Linked DNA regions of Mus musculus: region 2 is linked to region 1. Evidence: chromatin contacts called from public promoter capture Hi-C data. All regions are on one chromosome and are shown on one strand. Each heading gives the region's core, a stretch centred on a gene start, on an enhancer-like site or on the middle of the called end of the contact. The rest is flanking DNA. Distances are from core to core; before and after follow the strand shown. Region 1 holds the start of Ski (ski sarcoma viral oncogene homolog (avian)). Region 2 overlaps Prkcz (protein kinase C, zeta).

Region 1 (7,238 bases), core at 2,575-5,074:
CTTTAATTTCTAAGTTAGCATATAGTTTCACTCTAGCATTTTCATACACAGGCAATTCTCCTTTCTCACCAGTCCCAGGCCCCAGCTGACACTTGTCCAGGGAGATCAGCAAGTGTGCACATATGGAAGGGAGACCAGCATTTGACCAGCTGTCTAAGCACACCAGTATGGCAAGGTCCAGGCGGTGAGCTTGGTGGGCCTGGTAGTTGGGTCCCTGCTACTGCCCGCATGCTGGAGGTTCTCTAGGCAGGCACCAAGCCTCCAATTCTTCAGCCGACATGACTGTGCCTAAGGCTTAGATGCTCCATTTACCCTCATGGAGGCCTGGCCCATAGCATGATTGTGTCACGGGCCAGGACAGCTGTGGGAGGGGTTGAAGGAAGAAAGCCAGCAGGTGGAAAAACCTCCACTGAGCTCGGGGAACCCATGGAGCCTTGCTAGCTCTGTCTGTCACAGCTGCCCTGACCCTGTGGATCCGGCTGCTTGAATGGAACCCAGTCCTCTTGAATGGAGGGGAAACCTCTGAGTTCGTTGAGTTCGTAAGCCAGAGAAGCCAGCCTGAGACCCTTCTTGTTTTCTAGGGCTCTTTACTCCTTCCTATATGCCCTTTAGGGACAAGTACCTTTATGTTGTACCTGGCCATGGCTGCTTCGCTGGGTTCTGTACCTAGGAGTCAATGCTAGTCCCTGCTTGGGTCTTAAGATAGCTACAGGACGCATTTTAGCATCTTTGAAAGCACTGGACACCCAGACTGGTGCCCAGGGCCCCACTAAGATAAAGATCATAACTTCCTTGTTTGTTTGTTTTGAGATGGGCCTCACTGTGTAGGCTAGGCTAGGCTGGAACCCAGAGATCTGTTTGATTCTGTTCCCAAGTGCTTGAGTAAAAATAAAAAGTGTGTTTTAGCTTGCATAGATCATTCAAGGGCTGTCTAAGTCACCTTCTTTGGATTACAATTTGCCTGATTTGGGTGGAATATAACCCCATGCAAGGAAGTCACTCTCTCAAACGTCACATTAATTTGTATGGAGTCTGCACGTGTGCAGACAAAGCTATCTACAGGGATACAACTAAGTCTCTTTTGTTTTGTAAATATTCCCTTCATGAAATAATTAGCTGTCTTTAAAAAAAAAATAAAAAAACCCAACTGCTTATTTTGCTACACTGAAAAAAAGATCTTTAAGTTGTGGGGAGGCTCATGGCATAGTGCACGTACGGAAGTCAGCAGACAAGTCATGGGAGCATTTTTCTCTTTCTACCCCCGACTGTCAGGCTTGAGGGCAACCATTTACCTGATGAGCTATCCTGCCAATCCCTTACCAGTTGTCGCATGTATTGACAGAAGAGAGAGCTAAGAGTGGGAACTCCTCATTATGAATGAAGTCAGAAGAGTAAACTGGGAGCCCGAGTTGTGCTAACACGGAAGGATGATCCCCTGGGCACGGTGGGAACACAGGAGCGGACTTTTGTCTTCATACAGGGAACTATCTAGCTTCCAGACTTTGAATATCAAGGCCTGCCTTGAGGTAGGAGCAGCTGAGGCTTGCACAGAGATGCCTGGCCAGCTCCAAGGTAGGCACTGTGTCTGGGAGTGTTGGCTTGTGTCTGTTCTGGTCTTACCCAGGAGGTCAGAAACTTGTCAAAAGCTGAAGATAACTCAGGCCGCCCTGGGTATGGCCCTCTTACTTCACCAATCAGGAAAGGCCTGTGCCCAGGCCAGTTTGAGGCCCTGGGTCTTTGAGGGGGAAATTTCTCACTTCTTCACTTAAACTGTCCTTCAGGGTCTGGTTTTGAATCCTTGTGTCAGCCCTTTTGTTATATGTTAGCTACTTTGGGTGACACTCTGCAAGATTGCCTTACTTTGATCCCAATGTATAGCCAATATATGGAGGGCCAGTGTAGTCCTACTCAGGCCGTAACCTAGATACCTGCTATGCACATGGATACTTGGTTCCCAGTCCTGGAGGATGCAGGGTAAGGATCATAGCAGCTGCCAGCCTGAGAATCACAGAGATCTGCTGTCCAAGCTATTGGCTAATGGCTGGCTCAAGAAGGGCCAAAAGCTACTAGACGCAGCTTCTTCAATATAGGATTACGTTCCTAAGTTCCCACCTCACAGAACAGGGTCCAGTAGACAGATGTTGCTGGTACCTATATCACTGATGAGAGGCTGGGTCACAGTTCATGGGGTAGTCGGTGTTACCTGCCAGTGAGTGACACAGGGACTCTCCATAGCTGTACCTCCTCTGCATCCCTAGGTCATGCTGTGAGCTCTGCAATCCTGTGTTGTTCTTGAGTGTGGAGTTCTGTATATCACTACACATGGAAACCCAGAAGTACTTTGGGCAGTCCTGCTCTGAAGACCTTGAGTGGTTCTTTGTGCAGGCACATGGGTTTTTGAGCTATCTTCTCAACATAAGAGTAACCTGGCATGAGTGTTCTGTGGTGTCCTTTATGTCACCTGGAATGCGTGTTTGTGTTGCCCCTATCATATGGGGGTAGGAACTTCGGTTGTGTGGCGACCCTAGGGTGCTTTGAGACGTTCTTGTATCAGAACCCGAATGTTTTGTGGCATCCTTGCTATGAGGAAGGGAACCTGGGTTTTGTTTTGTGGTGTCCTTGTTATGAGTGTCTCGTGGAGCACGACGTCCAGCAGTGTGGGGAGTGAAGGTTACTTCACAGTGTCTACCTAGAACGGGAACCCCGGGATGTAGGGCGGCAGCGGCGCAGATCTACTGCGGACCGCCGCTCAGCTGGCCTGTGGTTGTGGCAGGGGCCTTGTGGGTTTCGGGGGCCCCAAGACCGTGGTGGCAGCAGGACCGGAGTCTTCCCAGCCGCGCAGGAAGCGGCCTCGGCCGGAAGGGGGGCCCCAGGCGCCTCCGCTGTGGCCGCCTCCAGTGGCCTCCACAAGGCGGGGCCGAGCGAGACCGAGTAGGGCCGAGCAGGGCCGAGCCGGTACCGAGTAGGGCCGAGCGGGGCCGAGCACTGCCGAGAGGGGCCGAGCTCCGGTACGGGGGAGCCGAGCGGAGTCGAGCTGTGGGCGGACAAAGCCGAGCTTGGCCGAGTCCGGTCCGGGCGTAGCCGAGCGCCACTGAGCCCGGGAGGGGGAGCGCGCGTTCTTGGAAGAGCCCGCCCGGAGCTGGTCACATTCCTGGCCCGCACTCCGGCTGAGGCGGACGCACGGCAACAAACAACGCGGGAGGCGGGGCTGGCGCGGGCGGGGCGGGGCGGTACGGGGCGGGGCGGCGCGCGGCGGCGTGAGCTCAGCTCCCGGCGCTCAGTCCGAGCCGGAGCGAGCCGCCGGAAAGATGTGCGCCCAGTGCGCAGAGCCCCGCGCCGCCGCGGCGCTCTGAGGCCGCGGGCCAGAGGCGCCTCCGCCGTCCCGGGAGCCGCGCGCGCGGGCCAGCGGGCGGCCGGGAGCCGGCAGGCGGCCGCGCGGGCGGGCAGGCCGCCAGGGGCCGGCGGCGGGCGCGACGCGGCCGGTCAGCACCGCCGGGACGAGCCGAGCGGGCGCCGCGCGGTGGGAGGAGCGGGGCAGCGGCGGCGCGCCGCGCGCGCGGGGGGCCCGGGCGGCGGCGGGCGCGGCGCGGGGCGCGTGGATGTGGCGCCGGGCCCGGGCGGCGGCGGGCTCCAGCGGCGGGACCCCTTCGCCCCGCCCGCCTTCGCCTTCGCGCCCCCGGGCGAGGCCGAGGCCGGGGCCGTGATCGGCCGTGAACCGGCGACGGGGGGCGGTCGTGGCCGCGGTCGCGGGCGGCGGCGGGGTGCGCGGGGCGGCGGCGGAGGCCGTGGGGGCCCGGGCGCACGGGAGCGGGAGCGGCCGGGGGAGCCCGATCGCACCATGGAAGCTGCAGCGGCCGGCCGGGGCGGCTTCCAGCCGCACCCGGGGCTGCAGAAGACGCTGGAGCAGTTCCACCTGAGCTCCATGAGCTCGCTGGGCGGCCCGGCCGCTTTCTCGGCGCGCTGGGCGCAGGAGGCCTACAAGAAGGAGAGCGCCAAGGAGGCGGGTGCGGCCACAGTGCCGGCGCCGGTGCCCACTGCCGCGGAGCCGCCGCCCGTGCTGCACCTGCCTGCCATCCAGCCGCCGCCGCCCGTGCTTCCCGGGCCCTTCTTCATGCCGTCGGACCGCTCCACCGAGCGCTGTGAGACCGTGCTGGAAGGGGAGACCATCTCTTGTTTCGTGGTGGGAGGTGAGAAGCGTCTGTGCCTGCCGCAGATCCTCAACTCGGTGCTGCGCGACTTCTCACTGCAGCAGATCAACTCCGTGTGCGATGAGCTGCACATCTACTGCTCGCGCTGCACCGCCGACCAGCTGGAGATCCTCAAAGTCATGGGCATCCTGCCCTTCTCCGCGCCCTCCTGCGGGCTCATCACTAAGACGGACGCCGAGCGCCTGTGCAACGCGCTGCTCTACGGCGGCGCCTACCCGCCGCCTTGCAAGAAGGAGTTGGCGGCCAGCCTGGCGCTGGGCCTGGAGCTCAGCGAACGCAGCGTCCGCGTGTACCACGAGTGCTTCGGCAAGTGCAAAGGGCTGCTGGTGCCCGAGCTGTACAGCAGTCCCAGCGCTGCCTGCATCCAGTGCCTCGACTGCCGCCTCATGTACCCGCCGCACAAGTTCGTTGTACACTCGCACAAGGCCCTGGAGAACCGGACCTGCCACTGGGGCTTCGACTCAGCCAACTGGCGGGCCTACATCCTGCTGAGCCAGGACTACACGGGCAAGGAGGAGCAGGCCCGCCTTGGCCGCTGCCTGGACGACGTGAAGGAGAAGTTCGACTATGCCAACAAGTACAAGCGGAGGGTGCCCCGGGTAAGTGTCCCCGGGTCTTGGGGGTTGGCAAACTATGCTCAAGGTGGGTGGGTGGGGTCCTTCTGCTCTGGGTCCTCTGGGTTCAAAAGGTTGGGGCTCGTGGTTCGACCTTATCAGGCCTTGGGTTGATTTGATTTTAGAAAAGTAGGGGGCTTGTCGGTCTCTTGTGGGTAAGGCCATCTTCGTGTTGTCTGAGCGCTGCTCTTATGGAGTAGAGTAAACGGGAGAGCCCTCTCGGGGCTCATAGCCCTTGACCATTCAGGCTAAGCTCTGAAGGTCTGAGAAAGTGGCAACTTCAAGCTCTGGGAGGTTAGAGTGCCTGGACCTAGGCTGTGACTTTCTGGCCCATATCACCATGGGACCTTGACAGAGTTGTCCATATGAGAATGAAGCTTGCCCCTTTCTCTCTTGTGGCTGGGATGCTTTCTTGCCTGTGGTCCTCAGCTGAGTATCCATGCATGTTTACTGCCTCTCCTGTTTTTCCTTTAAATACTGGGGCACAGACAGCTAAAGTGAAGCTAGCTAGCTGTCTTGGCAGAGACTTGGCACTTGCAGCCCCTGGTGTCTCCTGTTTGTGCACGTCGAAGGCCACTTTGGCGTGGTCAGCGGCCTGCCGGAGTTGCTGATGGTCTGCAGTTTCTTTGGTCTCACCCATTTCCTTATGTTGCTCTTGTGCTTGGTTGTGGAGGCCCGTCAGCCCAGGCTGTGTTGTATGTGAGTCAAAGAAAGCTTTGTGAGATCTGCTTGGGCATTTCCTGGGCCACTTGGTACCTAAATCATTCACTGGAGTCCACAGGAAGTTTCTTTGCATATGCATCCTAAGTATGTTTAACTTTTAAATATCCAGGCTTATTAAATTGCACACACAGAATGCTGCATTGGCTCAGCTATTCTTGGGAGACCTAATTAATTCAAGCTATTGCATCAAACTTTTTTTTTTTTTTTTTCTAAATCTGTGAATAGATGCTGCAGCCCGGTTTTCTCTGGGCGCCCCTCCAGCAGCGTGTCAGAGTTGTGGGGGGAGGGGCTCTGAAGAAGGATGGTCGCCTCATTCTCTGGGGGCTGTGGAGTGTACATATGCTGTGTGTTCTTTGGCACTTTCGCCACAGCCGGGGCAGTGCACTGGGTGGGAGATGTTGCAGGCAGGTCTTCTCAGATGGACCTGGCTGTAGGGTCCCACCAGCGGAGACCTGTCTGTCTGGGGTGGTTGCACCCTTGTGTGGCTACTGTAGAGATGTGGTACTGGAGAGGCTGTGCCTCTGGGACACTTTCACGCCTCTTATCTTGGGAGCAGGCAGAGAGTCTTGTCTGAGTTGGGTGTGTCTGTGTTTGTGTTTGTCTGGTCCTGAGTGTTTGTGGTCTTTCTGTCTAGGCTTAGAGGACCAGCATGGTCCCTTTGTCCCAGCCACTGCTGAGTAGAAGACTCCTGTCTTCTCTTACAAGTCCTGTGGTGCTGGGTATGAGATTCTTGGGCTCAGGGGATTTGGTTCAGATGCCCGTGCCAGTACTGTGGGGTTAGAAGGCAGGACGGTGTGCTGAGCCATGGTCATGTGCTTGGGTCATTTCCTCCATGGTTTGTGTCTAGCTGCTCTTCTCTGTTGGCCACCCTGGGAGTGCTCTGACACCTCATTTGTTGAGTGAAGAGAAGTTTCTCAGGTGCTCTGTATCTCCAGCTCCTCTCAGGCAAGTGGTGGCTTCAGCTTGGGCTCTAGAGTTTGACCAGCTTCCGATTGTTTACTGACAAGGCACTGGTAGACTCCTCTTTCATCTTTGTAAGGTGCTCCCAGCTCTGCCATCCGTGTTGCTGCTCCCTTGACTCTGTGGGTCTGAAGTTGGGGGTTCAGGCTGGACCCGTCCTCTTCAGGACAGCCATATGTTTATCTCTGTGAACCATAGGTAACACCCAGGAAGGGGAGGTCAGTCTGGGTGCAGACCCATGGCTGCCCAGACTTCTCTTGTCCTGAGGAGTGGCCTGAGTGCCCGCTCTTGTTCACTGAACGTTGTCAGGATCCCCTTACTTCCTGCATAGCTTATGTTAACATTTGTGATCTACTGAGGAGAGCACAGAGTATGCTGGGACTGCAGGCCATGCAGCTCTTGGCGGGCCCGTGGGCTGTCTTGAACTAGGGGTGAGCTGAGTGCTTCGTGGAGAGGGGTGGGTTCTTGAACTGGTGGTAGGAAGGTGCGGAGGGCAGTGGGTTTCCTGAGTCCTTGATGCTCTCATGACACTTGGCTGCTCTGCTCTGTGGCAGCCTGCCTGGGGCGGCTTCTCTTTGACTGAGGTAGGGTCTGTTGGGATCGGGTGGGGTTGGCCTGGTGGAGGTGGAATTGTGGTTCCTGTGGTCAGTTGAGTGTGTACAGGGGTGTGGGCTGCTGTCCCCCAGGCTTCGGCATGGGCTATGATAGGTGGTCTTCTGCAATACCCTCCTGA
Region 2 (7,238 bases), core at 2,621-5,120, 61 kb before region 1:
ACGATAGAAGCAGGGGTGGATTGTGATGTGGGGGTGGATGGTGATGGTGTTCCGTGTGGTTTGTTTTCTGGCTGAGGCAGGATCATTCTGTGGCAGACTACAGGCTTCCTGGGAACTTATTGTATTGCCCACCATCTTAGCTTCCTCTGGGCAGGGATCTACAGGCGTAAGCCACCACACCTGACTGTGATGCGTTTCTTGATAGGTGCTTTCTTACCCTCTCCAAATTGTCTTCTCAAACAAGAGAAGAAAGGCTTTCGTGTCTTGGCCCTGCCTTCCCCAGTGCAGCCTGAGCCGTGCTCGGGGGCCTCAGCAGTGCTACCTGGTCTCTCTTGCAGGATATCGACTGGGTGCAGACAGAGAAACATGTGTTTGAGCAGGCGTCCAGCAACCCCTTCCTGGTTGGCTTACACTCCTGCTTCCAGACAACGAGCCGGTAAGAAAGAAAGTGTTTCCGTATGTTCTGCTGGTTTCTGATAGCCCCCCGGAAGCCAAGCTAGACCAAAGTTCCAGCTGTCCCCCACAAGCCTTCTCCAGCTGCAAGTGTTGGGTTTTAGACTTGTCTCGTGGCTCCCATTGGTTGGGGTCATATGCAGTAGACTTCACACATCTGAATTTATGTGATGCCATTCGTGGGACCAAAGGTAGGCCCTAGGTCCAATGCCAGAGCAAGCATGGGTATCCTATGCTGCCGCTTACTGAGCAGAGACATAAGTTAATGAGCACTAAGGTTGTCACCTCTAAACTTTATTATATATGTTGAAATTCTGCTGCTTTAAAAATGTCTGAAATCTAGTGGCCTAAGATCACAGCAGTACACTGTTAAGGATATGGGGACCAGTTGACTTGAACTAACTAACTAACTAACTAACTAACTAACTAACATGTTTATCCACCATATCTCTGCAACCATTCTGCACTTAGTAGGTACTGACCTACTAAGCAGCTACTGAGCAGGACTCGTGGGGGAGGGAAGCTTAGCACTCCCCTGCTTAAAGCAATAGCTTGTACCAAAAAGATAAATAAAAACTGGCAAAACTGAGCCAGGTGTGGTCACACACTCCTGCAATCCCAATACTCCGAAGACCGAGGCAGGAGGATCCTGAGTTCGAGGCCAGCCTGGGGCTACATAAGAAGAGCCTATCAAAAACCAAACTGAGCCTGGCAGTGGCGGTGCACGCCTTTTATCCCAGCATTTGGGAGGCAGAGGCAGGTGGATTTCTGAGTTTGAGGCCAGCCAGGTCTACAGAGTGAGTTCCAGGACAGCCAGGGCTACACAAAGAAACCCTGTCTTGAAAACAAAACAAAACAAAAAAAAACAAAACAAAACAAAACAACAACAACAACAACAAAAAACTGGGTGAAGGGAAAATGGTGCTTGCAAATTCTAGACGTTTGACACAGATCTCAGAGCCCTGTCCTCAGTCCTCCAACAATGAACTTGACAGCTCAGCATTTACCGACCAGGCTGCTTATGAAAGCCAAAAGTCCCGATCTAGAAGTACTCGGCAACCAGTCCCCAACAGTGCTTTATGGAGGCCACAGCATCCCGTAGTCTGTAACTTATGACTTAAAGACCAGGGAAGCCAGCTCTGTAGTTCCAGCTTGAGACCCAGGAACAAGAGCAACTTCTCTGCCCCTCAGCCCCCTGCAGATGATGGTCACTGCTCTCCTACCACCCCTGCCTTGGGAAGGGCCTGAGCTTTGTGCATTCTGTGTTTCCACATGTGACCCCCAGAAGCAGCATCCTCAGAAATACACTCCCAGATTCCACTTAGCCAGGTGAACCACGTTGTTAACATAAGATCGTAAGCTGTGAGTGCAGCCTGGTACAGGGAGCCATGCTGTCTGCACAGGGAACATTTCACAGGGCACCTTTTATGGGTCCCCAGCTTTGTCCTTTGGTGAGATCCTGTCCCTGCACAGGTCTCAGCTCACCTGGGCCAAACTTGCCTTTTCCCAAGCTGGTGACATTGCAGCCTCTAACTCCTGAATGTGTCACAGATTCTACTCTTTCTCCTGCCTGAAGCCTGGCCACGCTGCCTCCTTGGTGCGGAACTAAGCCATGCATAGGAAGCACTAGTCCGAGGTCTTTCTCCTGCTCAGTGGCAGCTCTGATTACACCGTGAGGAAATCCAAGCTTCCTATGCATGGGGAAGGGATATTGTACCCAGGCCCTGTCTTCAGTCTGTAAGCACCCCCTGCCCTTGCCTCATAGAGTCTTTTCTCCCCGTTCCTGCCCCTCCCCAGAGCCAGAGTCACCAAAAGGGCTCAGCAGTCAATGGTCCCCTTTGTGCATCCACATGGTCCTGTCTCTGCACTGCCCTGGCCCTGACCATATCTCCTGCCAGTAGGAACAAGCCTGAGGGAGGGAAGGCAGCCCAGCCTGGCCTTGGAGTTCCTGAAGGGTGAGATTGTAAAGAGCAGCCGTGCTCTGGTCAGCGTTTGCAGGGATGCTGCCGAAACAAGAGTCAGGTGTTCCAACCTCAGGTCACCCCGGTGCAGAAGCTGATGCTGGGACAGCCCACGTGCAGCAGCCTCGGCAGCCACTTCGAGGCTCAGTCCCAGGAGTAATGCCTGTCACATCTGGTTTCTTTTACTGGATCTGTCGCCGACACTGGCGTGGGTTAGTCAGGTTCTGCTTCCTCCCTTGGCTGCTTTAGCCTTCAGTAAATGTACATGCATGTCTCCCTTTCTGGTTGTGAGCTTCTCTCAAAGTAGGGTTTGCTGTGTGTGGTTTGTTTGGTTTTTTTGTTTGTTTGGTTGGTTGGTTGGTTTTTCGAGACAGGGTTTCTCTGTATAGTTCTGGCTGTCCTGGAACTCACTCTGTAGACCAGGCTGGCCTCGAACTCAGAAATCCGCCTGCCTCTGCCTCCCGAGTGCTGGGATTAAAGGCGTGCGCCGCCACGCCCGACTTGCTGTGTGTTTTTGAATCTCCAGTGACTGGGTAATGCCTGCCACTTAGTAAACCATGATGTTGAGAAGAAAACCTTAAGGTAAAAATCGCGTTTCCTGTACAAATATAAAGTGTGCACTTGTGAACTTCGTGATTTGTAGGGGAACCAGTAAAATGTAAAATGTTGCAGCCTGCCCTGGCATCCTGGCAGCTGAGATGTCAGTGGATCACCGTGGCTGGGAGCAGGGTTGGCAGTGTTCTTTCACTCAGCAGACCTAACTCGCTGGCTGTCGTCCGTGGATCCCCCTCACAGATTTGGGAAGTAACTCAGTGGCCACGAAACATCTCTAGAAATAAGTATCAGAAAAGAGCACAAGCCACACGGCCCCGAGTCCCCCAAGATGTCACTTGGGTCTGCCCTAAAGACTTCTGGCAGCAGTCTGGTCTAAGCCAGAGCCCACGCTTTCTGGCCATCTGTTCCTGCACTGTGCAAACACTTTATGCGTTTCCTCTGGGAACAAAACTGGAAAGTTCTGGAAGGTACTGTGGAATTAGCAGAAATGTACAGCAAGGACGTTTCATGGCTACCTACTCAGGAATGTGAGCGCACCCCCACTCCCGATGTGGGAAGCCTTGCTCCTGGTTGGTGCTGCCAATGACAGCCTTATGTGCTGCCCCCAAGAAAAGAGAAGCCAGCTCCTCTCTCAGTCAGAGACAGTCTCTGGCCTCGCACAGAGCAAGGCAAAGCGGCCACGAGCAGAAAATCTGGTGCCTGTAGTTGGGCACAGGATATGCCTGGATGCCTTACCTTGCCTGTCCTGCTACCTTAATAACCACAGGGTTTATAAAGACTTTCTCCCCGGAACTCTCCCTGGGTTCTTGCCGAGACCTCTGCCTGCCGGGACTGAATGAATGTCAGTGTGTTCTGCCTCCCAGTAGATCACACACGACAGGAAACCGAGGAAGCCCCAGGCAGGATGCTAGAGCTTGCTGGCAGCCTGAGTGGAATTCCAGCCAATAAAAGGCAATGGTTTCCACATGTGCCTGGAGATCATAAAAAGGCCGCTGTGGGGTGGGGGGGATGGTGGGGGGGGTGAGGGGGGGGAGGGGATAAGGATTTCTTTCCTCCCTTCCCAAATCCAGCATTGCCTGTCCTGGGGGAGGGACCCCACAGAATTCCTGCTCTCCACAGGCCAACCACCACTTCCACGGCATGTGTCACATGCTGCGAGACAGGGCACTTTAACACTAAGCCACACCCCACGTCTGCGCGGTCTTTTTCCAGACAGTAACCAGAATGAAAACTTCTACAAAAACCTCGAAAAACAGGGAAAACAGTTCAGCTTAAGCTGTTCCGGGGGAAAGGGCAACCTGAAATTTCTCCTGCCAAAATTCCTCCTTTTCACCCCCCTGGTGTGAGCCCCCCCAATTTAAGTGTGGCCTGGGGACAGGGATGCAGGCTGCTACTGAGATGTCAATAGACTTATCATGGGCAGAGCCTCAGATTCAATCCCTAACACCAGAGAGGAGGGGGGGGGGCAGAGTGGGGGAGAGAGGCAGGGAGACTTTAGTTAGCTTGGTCTGCTGTGGAGTTCTTTATTTATTTAGTTAGTTACTTAGTTATTACTATTGTGTGTGGGAGGAGGAGGTATGTTAGCCTGTCTGTTTCTTTCCTTCATCTGGGTTTTGGGGATCAAACTTGGGTCACCAGGCACTGTGCTCCTGCCAACACCCACACTTTCACCTTTTAAGGCAGGGCAAATCCCTCACTGTACGTCCTTGGAGGGGCGTCCATCGGCATCCTGACTTAGACGCTTGAGGAAACTTTAGACGCTTGCCTAAAGTAGCTTATGGATATTAGCTGTCACTTGATCCTTTGTGTGTTGTTGCTTATAATAGAGACCTGGAGAGGGAGAGAGCTTTTCCTCTCTGAGATCAGGACGTAATCCCCCTGGAACAGGCCACAGATCTGTCAGGAGTCCCAGAAGGCTGGCATCCAGACCAGGATGTGGGAGTGAAGAAGGTCCCTTGTGTTCACAGCTGGATAGCACACCAGAGCTGAGCAGCCACAGGAGCAGCAGGTGGTCTCTGAGAGAGACTTTGGCCTAAGAGAAAGGGAAAAGTCCCCTGATGCAAAGAGCCCACCTGGTCCTTCAAGAGCAAGCCAAGCACCCAATAACCACTAGACAGGGCTAGGCTGGATCTGGGAAGGGGAGCCATTGGGTGTGGTAGACATTGCAGGCCAGATCAGTGTGATGAGGACCAAGAAGGTGACTTACCATGAGCAGAGCGACCAGGTCCCGCCCTCAGAACCACTTCCCCATGCAATTTGGAGGGGCTGTGGCCTCAAGAGTTTCAGCAGGGCCCAAATTGCTGTAAACTTGGCAAGACTCTCTCAAGAGGCCCAGGGAGAGAGAGAGAGAGAAGATGACTCAGGCTGTCACTCACTGTGTCACGCTGGAGCCCAGAATGGAAAGAGCTGGTCTTGAGTGGCAGCTGCGGAGCTGAGCGTGGGAGCCATGTCAGCCATCATGCTGATAGGGTAACATCTCAACCCCCTGAAATGGTTGCCGAGCAGGCCCTGCAGCCTCTTACTGTAGAACACAGCTCCGGCCGCTAGGCAGGCCTGAGCCAGGGGTCAGAGCAGATTTATTTATTTATGTATGTGGGTACAACTGTCACTGTCTTCAGACACACCAGAAGAGGGCATCAGGTCCCATTACAGATGGTTGTGAGCCACAGTGTGGTTGCTGGGAATGAACTCAGGACCTCTGGAAGAGCAGTCAGTGCTCTTAATCACTGAGTCATCTCTCCAGCCCCCTCTCTGTGCCATCCTAAGAACACCGGATAGCTATCAGTGAGTCATCAGGGAGCCCTGGACAGCAAAGGGACCCTTGGGACCCTGGGACATAGTTTGTGTCCAATGAATGCTAACACAGGCGTTTCTCCCATTAGGACATGCCCTCCCCCATCTATGGGAGAGCTGTCTACTCCAGCTAGGAAGTGACTAGCCTGCTGCTCTTGGGAATGAGGTCAGGCCACACTCTCCACAGCCAAATCCTTGAGCCAGTGGCCTTGACTGACAGACCTAAAGGTGTTTGGCCCATCATGGATGGGTGTGAGATTGTAGAGCCAAACACCCTTCCTGCCTTGCCCTGGGGACAGTGCCTGGCTTCACAAGGATATGGGTCTCCTTTTGTTAGATTGACTCTCAGGATCAGCCCAAAAGTCAATTTCTTTCCCTGCCCCCTTCCTTTCTCTCCAAAGAGAGTGTTACTATGTAGCTGTTTCCAGAACTTTCTATTCTCTTGGCTCCACTGCTGAGTGCCAGGTTCATAGGCACATGTGTGCTACCATGGCTACCATTCAACTTAGTTTGGCTGTTTACTGGTTGGTGCAAAGGGTCAAACTTAGGACTTTGTATGTTCAAAGCAGGTGTTCTACCACTAAGCCACACCCTAGTTCTTCGTCTTCTCCTGTCCTGTGGTGGGGGTGGGTGGGAGACCTATGTGTGTGCATGTATAAAGGCCAGAAATTGATTTTGAGTGTCTTTCTCAACCACCCCTCCACTTTTTTTAATTTATTTTTTGTTTTGAAACAGACATTGCCCTCCCCCACAGGGTTGGCATCTGATCTCCCTCAGGCTGCTGATGCTAGCCTGGCCACTCCTCCTTCCAGAATGATTAACATAGTCCTCTTCATTGCCGGGGATAGAGTCCTAAGATGGCACAGTGCCAGCCACAAGCGTGAGTCACATGCCATCAGACAAGGAGAACTGAGGAAGGCAGACAGAAAGGGGGTGGGAGGTGGGGAGAGAGAACGGAACCCTTCACTCCCCTCAGACAGATGTGCTTTTGTATGGGGCTGGAAGGGACAATCGAGAGCTTCCACTTGTGGCCCCGAGTTCCGGTTAACAGCAGAGCTGCTACTGTGGTCAAGTTGGAAGAGATAAGAGCCGTCCTTCACACCCTAGACCTGGCCGCCTAAAGCCCTGGCTCGGACAGGTGTTTATCTTGTCAGGAAATCTACATCCATTTCTGCTTCAGATGCCTCGGCAGTGCACAGCTGCACAAAGAGGTCTGAACTTTGGATCCCCAAACCCATGTAAATGTCTGGCAGGCTGAGCTGTAACTCTAGTTCCGGCCTTGGAAGGTGGTGTCAGGGGATCTCCTAAGCAAGCTGGCTAGCAGCAGGAGCCGTACCAATCAGTGAGATCGGTGTTTGATTGAGAGACCCTGCCTCAATGAATAAGGTGAGGAGATGTAGAGCAAGACTGGCAACATCGACTTCAGAGCTCCAAACACATACACGTGCCCACACAAGAATACACATGGAAAGTTCC

The links. Promoter capture Hi-C pulls out the DNA fragments that hold promoters and counts their contacts.
Region 2: a contact with region 1 is called in a promoter capture Hi-C map of second pharyngeal arch cranial neural crest, with 2.5 times the contacts expected there. The contact joins the enhancer-like site here to the promoter of Ski in region 1. A contact is called at or near these places in 1 of 39 promoter capture datasets (second pharyngeal arch cranial neural crest), 1 of 484 Hi-C or Micro-C datasets (the HL-1 cell line) and 2 of 115 datasets of contacts at active chromatin or transcription factors (the SCID.adh cell line and embryonic stem cells).

Annotation. Positions count from the first base shown.
Region 1 is chr4:155,219,121-155,226,358 of GRCm38.p6, reverse strand. Ski (ski sarcoma viral oncogene homolog (avian)) reads left to right here and starts at 3,824. Exons shown (of 7, transcript NM_011385.2): 1 at 3,824-4,807. The coding sequence starts at 3,839. Gm42364 (a long non-coding RNA gene) reads left to right here. Exons shown (of 2, transcript XR_881641.2): 2 at 1-919.
Region 2 is chr4:155,279,978-155,287,215 of GRCm38.p6, reverse strand. It overlaps Prkcz (protein kinase C, zeta), which reads left to right. Exons shown (of 18, transcript NM_008860.3): 10 at 339-436. Among named protein-coding and RNA genes, the nearest start is that of Faap20, 34 kb to the right of the region's middle. Within about 2 kb of position 3,870, at least 105 of the 459 cell types and tissues checked have an H3K27ac peak or open chromatin away from gene starts, as enhancers often do. A contact at or near this core is called in the HL-1 cell line, the SCID.adh cell line and second pharyngeal arch cranial neural crest, where this site is marked.